Linked DNA regions of Hordeum vulgare: all the other regions are linked to region 3. Evidence: chromatin contacts called from public Hi-C data. All regions are on one chromosome and are shown on one strand. Each heading gives the region's core, a stretch centred on a gene start, on an enhancer-like site or on the middle of the called end of the contact. The rest is flanking DNA. Distances are from core to core; before and after follow the strand shown. Region 1 holds the start of LOC123407782. Region 2 holds the start of LOC123409924 (beta-1,2-xylosyltransferase RCN11). Region 3 holds the start of LOC123407154.

What was found. Hi-C and Micro-C count contacts between places; a contact is called where the count stands out from the background.
Region 1: a contact with region 3 is called in a Hi-C map of seedling, with 2.1 times the contacts expected there. The contact joins the promoter of LOC123407782 here to the promoter of LOC123407154 in region 3. A contact is called at or near these places in 2 of 6 Hi-C or Micro-C datasets (leaf and seedling) and 1 of 1 datasets of contacts at active chromatin or transcription factors (embryo).
Region 2: a contact with region 3 is called in a Hi-C map of leaf, with 5 times the contacts expected there. The contact joins the promoter of LOC123409924 here to the promoter of LOC123407154 in region 3. A contact is called at or near these places in 4 of 6 Hi-C or Micro-C datasets (leaf and seedling) and 1 of 1 datasets of contacts at active chromatin or transcription factors (embryo).

The regions. Positions count from the first base shown.
Region 1 is chr7H:171,608,530-171,612,816 of MorexV3_pseudomolecules_assembly, reverse strand. It overlaps LOC123407782, which reads right to left and starts at 2,434. Exons shown (of 8, transcript XM_045100999.1): 1 at 2,316-2,434; 2 at 296-1,127; 3 at 1-197. The coding sequence starts at 1,095.
Region 2 is chr7H:170,372,427-170,376,870 of MorexV3_pseudomolecules_assembly, reverse strand. It overlaps LOC123409924 (beta-1,2-xylosyltransferase RCN11), which reads left to right and starts at 3,131. Exons shown (of 3, transcript XM_045102796.1): 1 at 3,131-4,191. The coding sequence starts at 3,532.
Region 3 is chr7H:170,957,322-170,961,319 of MorexV3_pseudomolecules_assembly, reverse strand. LOC123407154 reads right to left here and starts at 1,699. Exons shown (of 3, transcript XM_045100222.1): 1 at 1,606-1,699; 2 at 319-459.

The DNA of each region.
Region 1 (4,287 bases), core at 1,185-3,684, 650 kb before region 3:
CAAGTTCAGTTGGCTTGCTGTTGGAGTTGTTTTTCCATAGCATTGGTGTTGATTTGGGTGTGGATTTTCCATCGAACCATTGTGCACTGCCATTTAAGTTTCTAGTCGTCATGGTTGGAATTGATTGACGTGAGATGCCAAAAGATTTTGAAATTATCTCCCTGAGAACAACTGTATTGGACAGCCAATATGTTAACCTACATCAACAGTAGATAGTTAATGGAGGAAACTTTATTCTTGTGCCACATCTCATACGCTGAATTCGAAGTGGAGATCAAGTTTAGCCCTATCTTACCTTGAAGCATCATTACAACAGGATTTCACAACGAGAACAAGACCAGAAACAGTGTTTTTTGCTGCTGAAGCTCTCTTATCCAGGGACCAAAACTTGGATGCATGAGTGTACAGCCTAGAAAGACGCCGAGCTGGGGTATGCAACTTATGTGCTGAACTTCCATGCTCAGGCAATACAGAGTATAGAGAAACTTCGAGTGCAGCAACTTCACGAAGTTCCTGCTCCATCTTCTCAAGTTTTGTCTGTAGTTCCTCATTTTTCCGATGTAAAACTGATTTGTCATCATCAACTATCTTTTCTTCAATATCAGCAATTTCATCATCAGTACCAGTACTTTGATCGCAATGTGGAGCTTCATCTAACACATCAATCTCTTTGGCCTCTTCATTGCCTCTATCATCCATGGTTCCCGCTTCACTAACCATATCATCTGCCTCCTCGGACAGTTCTGATGGAGGGCGAGAAGGGACTTTTACAATATCTGGTCTTCTAACTTCAATTGCTCTAGTAGCATTAACTGCTGCTTTCCTAGGTTTTGGTGATCTGTTCTGAGTGTTGTTTGGTGCTTTCTGTTGCACCTTGTTTTGAACTTGACGACTGGTGCTGCTTTTGGCCATGCGGGGGCTATTTTCTTTGGTCTCTTTTTTCAAGAGCTTCTTTGGAACTACTGAAGCTCTTTTCGCTCTATTATCTTCATTACCATGAGCCTCACTTTGTGATGAAACAGAAACTCTAGATGGTTCATAATCTGATCTAACTCCCTTCTCATCTCTCACTTCGCCATTCTCTTTGGCACCCATTTCAGGATACCTCTAATTTGCTAATCTGATTCCTGGAGAAATGATAGACACAAATAATTACATAACCACGTTTGCAAAGCAAGCCTATCCAAATAAGACTGAAAAATGAGAAAAATGTCCATGCCAGAAGAAAACTAATACATCATTCAAATTCAGGCATAAAGGAATTTAAAACAAACAGGTCGGAAGAAGAAAGGCTACAAAAAATGGTGGCTTATACTTGTTTGCAGTAGTAAGAATACACACCTCCAAGATGAGCCATCTAATTCAAAAAGGTGAAGAGGCAACTTTCTGAACCAAAATAAGCATTCTCATTTCCATATAGGATGTGATGTCAAAATCAAGGAAGGTGCCAACAGACTCCACTCTCCACTGATAAGAGACTTTAGGCGTCTCGTGCATCTTATATTTAACTTCATCTAAAAATTTGCTACTTGGTTATACTGAGAAGGATAGCGGGAGTACTTCACGTAAACTAGAATTCATCTTTCTTTCTTTTTAAATAAAAGTTAACAGAGCCAAATTCTCAAAAAAGATCTAAAAAATACGCTGCTTAACTACTTCACACGAAGTGGCATAGTAGATCAGCAAGTCTTAATCGTTGCCTAAAATTAACAATTATCACCAAGAACAACTCCAGTAATTGCTGCTGATGGGTTAATTGGATATCGAACATCTTAAATGAAGAAATTAGTACTACTGGACAATATTCCTCCATAAATGCAGATGGTAAATGATCGCCAACCAAACCGAACCGCCCCAACGGAATTCCTAATACTATTCAAGTCTGCAACCAACTTGCTGGTATCACAGCGAGAGCTCGCCGTGGACGACAAGGAAAAGGTAAGCAAGAGCGCACCGGCAAATCAAGTGCTCACGGGAACAACAGGGCTGCAAAACTCGTCAATGCGGATCGCAAACTACCACCAGTCCACCCCACGACCCCGAAATGCCTAATTCCCATCAGGAAGACAGGAATACAGTGTTGAAGGAAGCGAAACAATGCCGCTCAATCAGAGATCCCAGGCGCAAACAGAGCGATGGAACTACTCCCAGAAATCAATGATCCAGACAGAGAAATGAACTAAAAAATGAAGCAAATCCGGCGCAGAGCCACGCGGCTCACGAATCCCTCCGGAGATCCGGTGGGGGCATCGCGGAGCAGGGTTCCAGGCTCGGACGAGCGCAGCGGTCGAACGGAATAGAAAATCAACGCTCACCGACTCCGGCGCGACGGCAGGCGGCGGCGACCGCCCCGGCGTGGCGTTTCGCCGAGCCTCGCGGCTCAATGCGGGGAGCTGGCGCAGGAGAGGAGTTCGCGGCAGCTTCGGCCTTGCTCGAGGTGGGGGGTTCCCGCGTCCTGCGCCGCGCGCGACCGTCGGCGCGAGAGGCGACGCACGTCGCGCTCGTGGGTGAACTGGCGCTGCCGGTGCGGGCGTGGGAGTGGTGGGCGAAGTGGTCGTCGTGTAGAGAGAGGGGGGAGGAGGTGGAGTCGCTGCTTATATCGGCCGTCCAGTGTGCTTCCCTTTTCCGCTTGAGAAGCATCCGACACGGCCCGGATCCGGTCACCATTGGTGAGCGTAGCAACCGGCAAATGGTTTCTCTCTTCTTCTTTTTTTCCAAAGAAAAAAAGGAAACGTTTGGAACCGGCGTGCGACGACCGGTCGTACGCGAATCGTTGGATCGGGCGCGCGACGACCGGTCGTACGTGAATCGTTGGATCGGACGTGACCTGACGACCCAGCAACACCCTCCCACCTGAGATTCACATCTTCCTCGTTCCCTTTCCGCTTCGATCGGGAGCCATGGCCATGGGCGACCTCTCCTTACGCGTGCACCAGTCCATGCGAGCTCGCCGCCGCCCAGCCTATGCGTCTAGGGAGAGCTGCAACGACGGTCCGGTGGAGTTGCATGGTCACCACGGGCATCACGGTCATCATCATTTTTGTTACAACCGGTGTCAAATTTTGCTACAACCAATGTCGAAATTTGCCACAACCGGTGTCAAAATTTACTACAACCGACGCCGTATTTTGCTAACACCAGCGTCGCATTTTGCTACATCGTATATGGCGTCGCAATTTTTGCTATAACAGGTGTTTCATTTTGGTACAACCGACGACATAACGAGCTGCATCCCCTCTCTCAACTGCTCCATGGCTGGCAAAGTTGCGTCCATGGTCGAAGACGTAATTTTGCTACATGCTTCAACCGACATCAAAATTTTATACAACCAGCACCGCATTTTGCTTTCATCGGTGTCGCATTTTGCTACACCACACATGGCGTTGCGATTTTTGCTACAACCGGTGTTTCATTTTGCTACAAACGACGACATGGCGAGCTGCATCCCCTCTCTCAACCGCTTCATGGCGAGCGGTGGCGAGATTCAAGGCTCGCGGATAGCTCATCCATGACGGGGGAGGAAGGGGCGACGAGGACCGGCGGCGACCGACGAGAACCACACGGGGCACAAGCGGGTCAACCCGGCAAGCCGACGAGCTGCTCCGGTGAGCAGCGACGACGAGCCAGCGGGTTGAGCTGCAAGCAGGAGGCCAGAGGAGGAAGGGGCAATGATGCGTATAGGATTTTGCACGAGGAGGAAGAAGGAACGCGTGGGGAGGCTCAATCGGACCGCTAAGACAGAAAAGATCGAAAGGCTGGGGGCCGACCGGCCCAAAAAAGAATGGTCTCTCTCTTCTCATTTTATTTTTCGTATTGCAACGTTTTTGTTTAACAACTTTTGATTATTCATCCAATATCATGGCGGCATAAAATAAAACAAAAAACACACCCATGTGGGCATACAATATATGGATGATTATAAGCATTGGAACGAGCCAAAGATGTGTCGCTGTCATTATCCCTTCCTCACCGGAGTCGGTATTGTAATAGAAAATCCAGAAGTCGGTGTGCTAAGGTCGCAAAGGACCAGCTCGTCAAAAGAACAGTCGTCTTTGATGAGGAGAAGCATAGACCAAAAGAAGCCAACCTGTAGACACACAAACGCAGATGAACAAAGATCGGACGAAAGCAGACCACAAACACCGACTGAATCACGCTAGATCAACTGAACAGAAACACCGGTTGAATCCCACGAGATCCGCCGGAGACACACCTGCACCCGTCCTCCGACGATGCTGGACGCACCATCATGACGGGGCTAGGAAGGAAGAAGCCTTATTCCATCTT
Region 2 (4,444 bases), core at 1,882-4,381, 590 kb after region 3:
TAACGGCGCATGAAAACGTATCACCGTTGCCCTCCAGGGGGGGTTACGATATACAGAGTGGAATCCAGTCGGTAAGTTTGATACGCTCCGAATGCTCATGTCCGACTGGATGATGGAGGAATCGTCACCGACTGGATGATGGGAAGTCCTTAATTCAGTCGGAACTGACTAAGGGCCTTGTCCCTTATGAAGGGTAGTCCTTGGGTAGGACCTATAGGGCAGGCCTATGACCCTACCCTGGGACTATAACCCCATCATGGCGCATCAAAGATGTCGGGGGAATAGACCCACGATAATCTATGGGACCCTGGAGGCCCCTTTTATGGTTCTGCAAGGGGTTTCGGTGCACATAGAGCCTCGACCGGCAAGGCCACGCGCGAGGGGATTTATATAAGTTTTGGCCTCTCGGAAGCATAACACCCTATGTCCTCTTCATAGAGACTATTTGGGTGGAAAAATCACAGCTGCGCAGTGCAAGGATGCTCGAGGCTCAACTACGCGTGTGATTGAGAAGAGTGTCCACCTTTGTAAAGGTAGCCATGGACCTCCTTTTATAGGGTAAAGGGGTTAACATAGTGGCTATAACTGTCATTTTACTAGGTCTACAATGCGAACTGTGACGATGGGACTGCTTGCCAGAGTGGGTAGTGGGAAATACCTAACTCTGATGAACTGGGATAGCCGCAATAAATGCATCGTGAGGTGGCACACGGACGACGTCTCCCGGCAAGGATTGTCCCTCTCTCTGTGTCGTCCGCCCAGCTGCCTCTCTATCTTGCTGCCACGCTGCGGGACATGTGTCGTTGTGACTCGGATGCGCCTGCTGCTACGGCCGCGTGCCCCTGCCAACCCTGTCCACCCACCTGCCTGCTCAACACCTCGGCTGATGTAGACAATCAATCCCCTGGTGAGGTGGATCGGCGAATTGGCGGGCCAGGTTTTTGCCGGGCACTCTGAGTGAACGCCTATAAAGGCTGGTGGAGGGCCTTGCCGCCTCGCCTCAGCCTTGGTCTTGTTTTCCTCCGGGCTCAGGATGAGCCCAGCAAGGAGCTGCTGCCTGGGGGCCACGACTGCCCGTACCTAAGTCAGGGGGCTAAGGACACCATTTCTTAGTACACCGACTGACTTCCTCCCTCGCGAGCTCTTAGTGCGGTGATGAGGTATTTGATAAAATGTCCGAGAGAGACAGATAGGAGGAAGAATACGTGGCAAAAAAATTCTGTCAGTTCTACGAGACGGGTGGGTCTGACCGATTAGTGACGTCACCAAAGTCCTTAGTATTTTCTGCTAGTGTTTTTTGTCACTGTCTTCGGTAGGATGCAAAGTGTCACATTTTGTAAAGTGATGGTTTTCTGAGAGCTATGACACTAAAATAGTGTTTTCGTGCATTTAACTCGTTTATACTCGATTGTGCTAGAACTTGCTTCCTCAAGTGGGGAACCTTGCAACTGTTACCTCTTTTGTGTTCATCAATATCTCTCGCATGCATGCTTGTAGAGTAAGGATATCCGATTGCTTCTCTCAGCCAGGTACCCCTCATAAGCTTGTCATACCTTCACAACAATGTTAGCAGGTCAACCGGGCGACATCTTATGAAAGAGAGATTCCAGGGCGTGGTGACTGCCATCGTAGCACCATCGTCGTCACGATTCCAAAAAACCGAGGTGCCGGTCGTAGCTTGTCGTCATGCCAGTTGCAACATCGGGAGACTTTGGTTCCAGCTTGCCACCATGTTGGTTCCAGCATCGGGCATTTCAGATCGCAACACATCGTTGTGTTGGTTCCAGCACCGGGACATCACGGCCACAGCTTCGCCGTTGGCCGATTCCACATGACATGGCACTAGTTCTGTCATGTCATGACGCCTGTTTCAGCATGCCAAAATGATGGTTCCAACATTGTCGGGCGCCCATTCTAGCACATCACGCATCGGTTCCAGCACGTCAGATATCCCCGTTCCTAGCATTCTCCGCCCCCGGCTCCATCAAATTAGACACGAGGTTGTAGTTTGTGGTGCAGACAGTCGAAGCACTGCGTACCACCAGTTCCTGCATGTCGGCATCGGTCGTCGGTTCCCAAGCACATCGGGAACCCAAGCACCCACCCCGTGTCCAGAATTCGTCGAGGCCGATTCTAGCAAGTTAGGCACGGGTTTGCAGGTTGTCGCAACACCGCACACCACCAGCTCCATCACACCTGGCACCGAGTTGTACCTTCTCTCACCATCGATCGCATCTCCCCATGCAGGCGCTCGCAGCGTCGTGCATCACCAGCCACAACTCTCCTAGTGCAGGTGGTTGCAACACCGCGCACCGTCTGGTCGCGATGTTGGAATTTGTTGCTTGTAGCACCACCACTGCTGCACTTCACGATGTGGTTGCTTGCATCCCCGCCACAGGTGTGAGGGGGGAGCAGCTGTCAGGAGCACTTGAACTCGGCTTGTAGTAGCCCTCTAAATCCCTTGCAACCGAGATGAATGTCCCTCATGGTAGGCTGCCACGTATGGGGGAGATTGACCTCAGGTTGCCGACAACCAACTCCGATGAGATGTTGAACGTGGGTGCCAAAGACACATGAGGGAGAGAGAGATGTGGTGTACGGCATAGAACGAGGCATCGGTGCCATGGAAACGCGTGAAGGGATAAGGTAGATCGAGGAGGGTGGATGATGTGGTGCAGTGCGGAGCTATGGATCAACAAAAATCCTACGATAGGCACCATTGTCGCTTGTCACCCTGCTTGAATTATTAGCCTAATATAAGATTATCGTAAATGATGCAAACTCGTTAAAAATAGTTGCTTAATACTCCCTCCGTCCGGAAATACTTGTCCTAGAAATGGATGAATCTAGACTTACTTTAGTTATAGATACATTCATTATATGCATTTTTAGGACAAGTATTTATGAACGGAGGGAGTATTACTCGTATTTGGCTGCCACACTTAAAGATTTAAGTCAGCTCTTTCATTTAAGTCGTAATAATCCTAACTGTACTAATCTGAATGTCATCTCTCTGTTCTTGCGCAATTAAACTTCAAACAAAAATTATTTTACCAATGAAAATTCTTGAAGGAACGTAACGGAGCAGTGGAATTGATACTTACATGCTTGTCCAGCGACGCCCTTCCCTTGGCTTGATCACATGGCGACAGCTAGGCGGCATCCACAGCAGGCGACCCAACTCGCACACTGGCCAGGCATGCCGTGCTCCGACCACGCTCCTCAGTATGCAACACCGGCAGGTCTCGTCGCGCCGCCCCGATTGGCAAGAAGGCGCACACCGGTCAGCCCACCGCTGCGATGTCTCCGGCGACAGCTCACCTGCGACTGGTAAAGGCTGAGACCCAAAAGGCAGAAGGAGAATGTGCCACCGGATCGAGGCCGTCCAGAGAATGACCAACCGCGCCAGCAACCGTCTGATCCTGCCCACCACGCGTAACGGCTTCCTCTTCCCCCCCATCGTCTTCGAGTCCACACGGCCCCCGGATCTACGGAACCCCGACGGCGCGGAGCGCACTCCGGCGGCCGGCGATGATGGCCGGGCGCAATCACCACCAAAGCCACGGCCAGAGACTCCGTCGCCTCATCCCGTGCATCCTCGTCGTCGTGTTCGCCGTCCACGCCGTCTCCTTCGCTCTCTACCTCCTCCTCCAGCCCCACCATCCTCCTCCAAACCCCGGGAAGCCCGAAGCTCAAACCCATGAGAGAGTCCAAGCGCCGTCTCCCCAGAAGCCGTGGCCGCGCCTCCCGTCCCTCCTCCCCTGGACCGCCGACCCATCGTTGCCGCCGCGCTCCTGCGAGGCCTACTTCGGGAACGGCTTCTCCCGTCGCGTGGAAGTCCTCCCGGAGGGGCGCGGGGGCGGCGGGTGGTTCCTGTGCCACCACAGCGAGACGCTGGGCAGCTCGATCTGCGAGGGCGCGCGGGTGCGGCTCGACCCGGCGCTCATGGCGATGTCGCGCGGCGGCGAGCCGATCGACCAGGTGATGGGCCGCAAGGAGGAGGAGGAGCTGCCCAGGTACGAATCCGGTGCGCTGGTGGTGGAGGGGGGCGCGGCGGGGAAGAGGGGGCCCTTGGTCGAGCCCGGGTTCCTCGATGCCCACATGCCCACTAACGGGATCGGGACGCACACCATGAGAGCGCTGCTCGACTCCGCGCGTGTCGTGCCGCCCGGTGAGCTCCACTGCTCCCAGGTATTCCTTGCCGTGATAACTGGCTTTGTTTCAGCAACCTATAATAACTGATATAAGGTATGCTTGGTGATTGATTGGAAGTGAATTATTGCACAATCTATCTTCCTATATACTGTAGAAAGTAATCTCACAAAATTGAAGAGTATGGAATTAATTGAATCTGCTGGATTAGCTATCTTTGCTATTAATTTCCTTTATCAGTTTCCTAAACAAAGGGTAAATTGTGAGGAATTAAAGGCTAGCTAGGATATTC
Region 3 (3,998 bases), core at 450-2,949:
TGATTATCTTGTCAAGTAAATACAATGCCATTCTCGAGAACTCTAGATGAAAAGGAAAAACTTGCCATGTGCCCATGTGCAGGAAGGACTTTGATGAGCCGAAAGTAAAAAAAAGGGCAGCCTAGTGCACGTAGCTCCCGCTTGCGCAGGGTCTGGGGAAGGGTCCGACCACTTTTGATGAGCCCAAAGTAAGATGTGTGAAAACATGGGTTGTTCAAGGAAGGGCATCTTGGCAGCGACTCAGATGGGTTGTCTCAGGTGTAAGAAGAGATAAGAGAGACTAAAGAGCATTAATGGATTTGTAATACGAGAAAGTACCCAGGGAATTTCAAGATCCGGCAGATACTACATGCTTCGGGTTCAACACTAGATCCAGATTCCACCTTGGAGCCAGCCAAATAGACGACTTGCTTCAGGAGTCCGGTCCCATCTGGATCCGTTTCCAGATCATGTAATGTCCTTTCATGAAGATGTTAAATTATGGTTAACTGCATTTGCATGTGTAGAGTACCTAAAAGGACAAAGCACTGTATCATCCGTGTCAGTGCTATATAGATTTATTTATCTATAGAAAAACTCGGAAGACATGCTCACTGAGTGAGATGAGAACTTCCAATATGACCAAAATACATGTGCATACCACAGGAAGCAGATGAAACTAGATATCTGCAGGCTTAAATTGCCACTCCATCATCATTACCATATCTCTCAGCAAAAACCAACTAAGCCAATGCCTTATTCATTATCACCAGATACGCCGTAGGAATTCCTATGGCATCCTCTCAGAACAAGCATTGTACAGCTACTGCAAATATTGTGGTAAGAAAAATATTTGCCATCATATTCCTTCTTTCGTTCCTTTCATTTACTTAAGCATAAAATTTAAATGCCTGTATATGTGTAATGTATAAACTATGACATAGGTACACCTCAGTATCAACAGGATATAAAAGGATTACAAGACTACAAGAGAACTCAAACAATCAGTGAAACATACAACCAACACTAACTGCAGCAACACTCAAACAATCAGCGACATGAACGGCCAACAGAATGTAAAAATATGGCAGTTGCATTGAGACAATCAGCACCATGTAGTGCAGTCAAACAAGTAGCAACATCCAGTACCAAAAATGATTTGTAGGACATTGCATTTTTGCCTGAGAAATGGACTCATTAAATCGTGCATTGCAGTTTTGTAAGAAAATCGTCCTGATCCCCACCCTCCAAGCCCATACTGTCTGCAGCTCCCCCCCCCCCCCCCCCCCCCCCCCGATCAGAGATTAACTGAGATTAGAGGGGGGAAACATTGCAGGGCAAGATGCAGTAAACTAGGGTTTGGGGCCGCGTGGTTTGTGAGAGGCAGTGGCCTGAGGGGAAGACAGGGTTTGTGGAGGAACCCAGGAGGGGCTGCCGGAGGGATAACTTTAAAATGACGCAATGGCGACTACATCTTCTGCTCCTACCACGCCATAGGAAGACTCGCCCATGCACAGGATTGGAATTCGATCAGCACAGGAAGAAGAAACTAATCTAAAATCTAGCTGCAGTGTGAGATAATCTGATCACAATTTCAACAAGTTTACCAAAAGCCAGCAGCAGTACCAGAAACGGTGGAGTGGCCGCCGATGAGCAGGCGCCCGCTAGCCGTCGCGGTGGCGGGAGCCGTAGCGAGAACAAAGGAGGCGAAGCGGAGGGGAATTTGTGAGGTGTTGGTTCCAACAAGTCCTAGGGCTTTATTCACGGGGAATTACAAATGTACCCCTCGTTGTGAAAAATGACCAAATTAGCCCTGAGGTGGGGGTACAACCAGCAGTACACCTCACCAAACGGGCCGGGCCGGCACGACACGGCACGCTTGGGCCCGATTATTAGCCGGGCCGTGGCGTGCCGGCCCACCGGCGCAGCCTCCCGGCCAGGCACGGCATGGAGGCTATACGGGCCGGCCCCTAGTCTGTTAGTTTTTCTTTTATTTTAGGTTGTTATTTGGGCTAATTTTGGCCTGTTAGTCTGTTTTTGGGCCGACTTTAGTATATTGGGCTGTGTTTTGGGTCGTTTTTGGCCTATTAGATTTTTTACCCTATATATATATATATAAATAAATAATAAAATGATAAACGGGCCGTGCCGTGTCGACCCGCGTGCCCAACCCTCAGGCCTAGGCACGGCCCGAGGCGGGCCGCGTGCCTGGCACGGCCTATTTAAGTCGTGTCGGGCTCGGCCCGTGGCATGCCTGGCTGGCGTGCTTTCGGGCCGGCCCAGAAAGCACGACCCGGGCCGGCCCAGAAAGCACGACCCGTTTGGCCAGCTTTGACCAGCACTGCCCTTCAGGACAGGGGCGGGCTGAAAGAACGCCTGCCTGGCACACAAAACCCTATTTGACGTTGCAGACGGTGGTTAAAGGGGAAGCTTCTACCTGTCGTTCATTGTGGCAGGGAATAGGTGCAACACACAAGGACTCGCCCTAACTAGGCCGGCCCAACTTTTTTTATGTTTTAAAAAAATGTAATAATTTTTTTGTTTCTTTTTTCCTTTCTGCTTGTTTCCTTTCATTTTAATATTTTGTATTCTTTTTCTTTTTTTTTCCTTTTCTTTTAGTATTTTAAACAATTTGAAGAATATTTTTCAAAAATCAAAACATTTTTTGAATTTAAGAAAAAAAAAGGAACTAAACAGAAAAGGAAAAATGTTACCTTTTTTTTTGATACCTTTTTCCTTTTAAATTTCTTTCCTATTTTCGTTCGTTATTTCTTTCCTTTTTTAATTTTCATTTTGTATCCAAAGAAAAAATATTTTAAAAGTGCAAGCAATTTTGTAAAGGACTAATATTTTTTGAATCTTGAAAACAAAATTTTGAAAAGGAGAACAATATTTAAAAAACCCAAACAAATATGAAAGCGCGAACACATTTTTAAAGCACAAATATTTTTAAATTTTTGAGAAGATATTTTGAAACTAAGAACAATTTTGAGAAATCATGAACAATTTTTTAAACATGAATTTTTTTTGAACCTTGAGAACAAAATTTTAAAAAGAGGAAAAATTTGGAAAACCCAAACAAATTTGAAAGCGTGACAAATTTTTAAAGCACTAACATTTTTTGAATTTTAAGAACAAATTTTGAAACTAAGAATAATTTTGAAAATTCCTAAACAAATTTGGAAGAGCGAACAATTTTTTAAAGCCTGAACATTTTTTGAATCTTGAGAACAATTTTTTTTTTAAAACTCCAAACAAATTTGGAAGCGCGAACGATTTGATCATTTTTTTAAATGAAGAACAAATCTGAAAGTGTGAAGAAATTTTAAAAGCATGAAGATTTTTTGAATCTTGAAAACAAATTTTAGAAACGAGAACAACTTTAAAAAAATCTTAAACAAATTTGGAAGCCCTAACAATTTTTTGAACATGTTTAAATCAAGAACAAATTTCTAACTTGAGAACAATTTTCATACATTTTTCGAATTAACAACAATTTTTGAAAACATCAATTTTTTTCAAAAAAGCAAAAACATTTTCCGAATTTGAAGAACAATTTTTGAAAATCCAAAACATTTTTCAAATTTATGAATGAAGTTTGTAAAATGATAAAGTTTTGAAATTTGAAACATTTTATAAAAGCAAGAATATTTTTCATATTTGAAGAATATTTTTTAAAAATCCAGAACATCTTTTGAAACATGAACAGAAAATAAAAAAGAAACAAAAAAGAAAAAAAAAACAGTTCACAAATCTTCTAAAAGTTTCTCGAAATAGGAAAAAACCGGTTGAAACCTCTAGAAGGTTTTCAAAACCGAGATCATTGAAGCTTTGTGTTTTTTTTTTCTTCGGTGTCCAAAAATGCTAGCTGGAGAAGTAAGCACTGAGTGGGTCGAACCCTGACCTCCAATTTCAATGCACAATGTACTAACCAATACACCACACAACCTCTTTTAACATTTTTAATCATTCTATTTCTTTTATTACTTCCACTTTTTCTTTCTTTTTTCTTTTTCGTG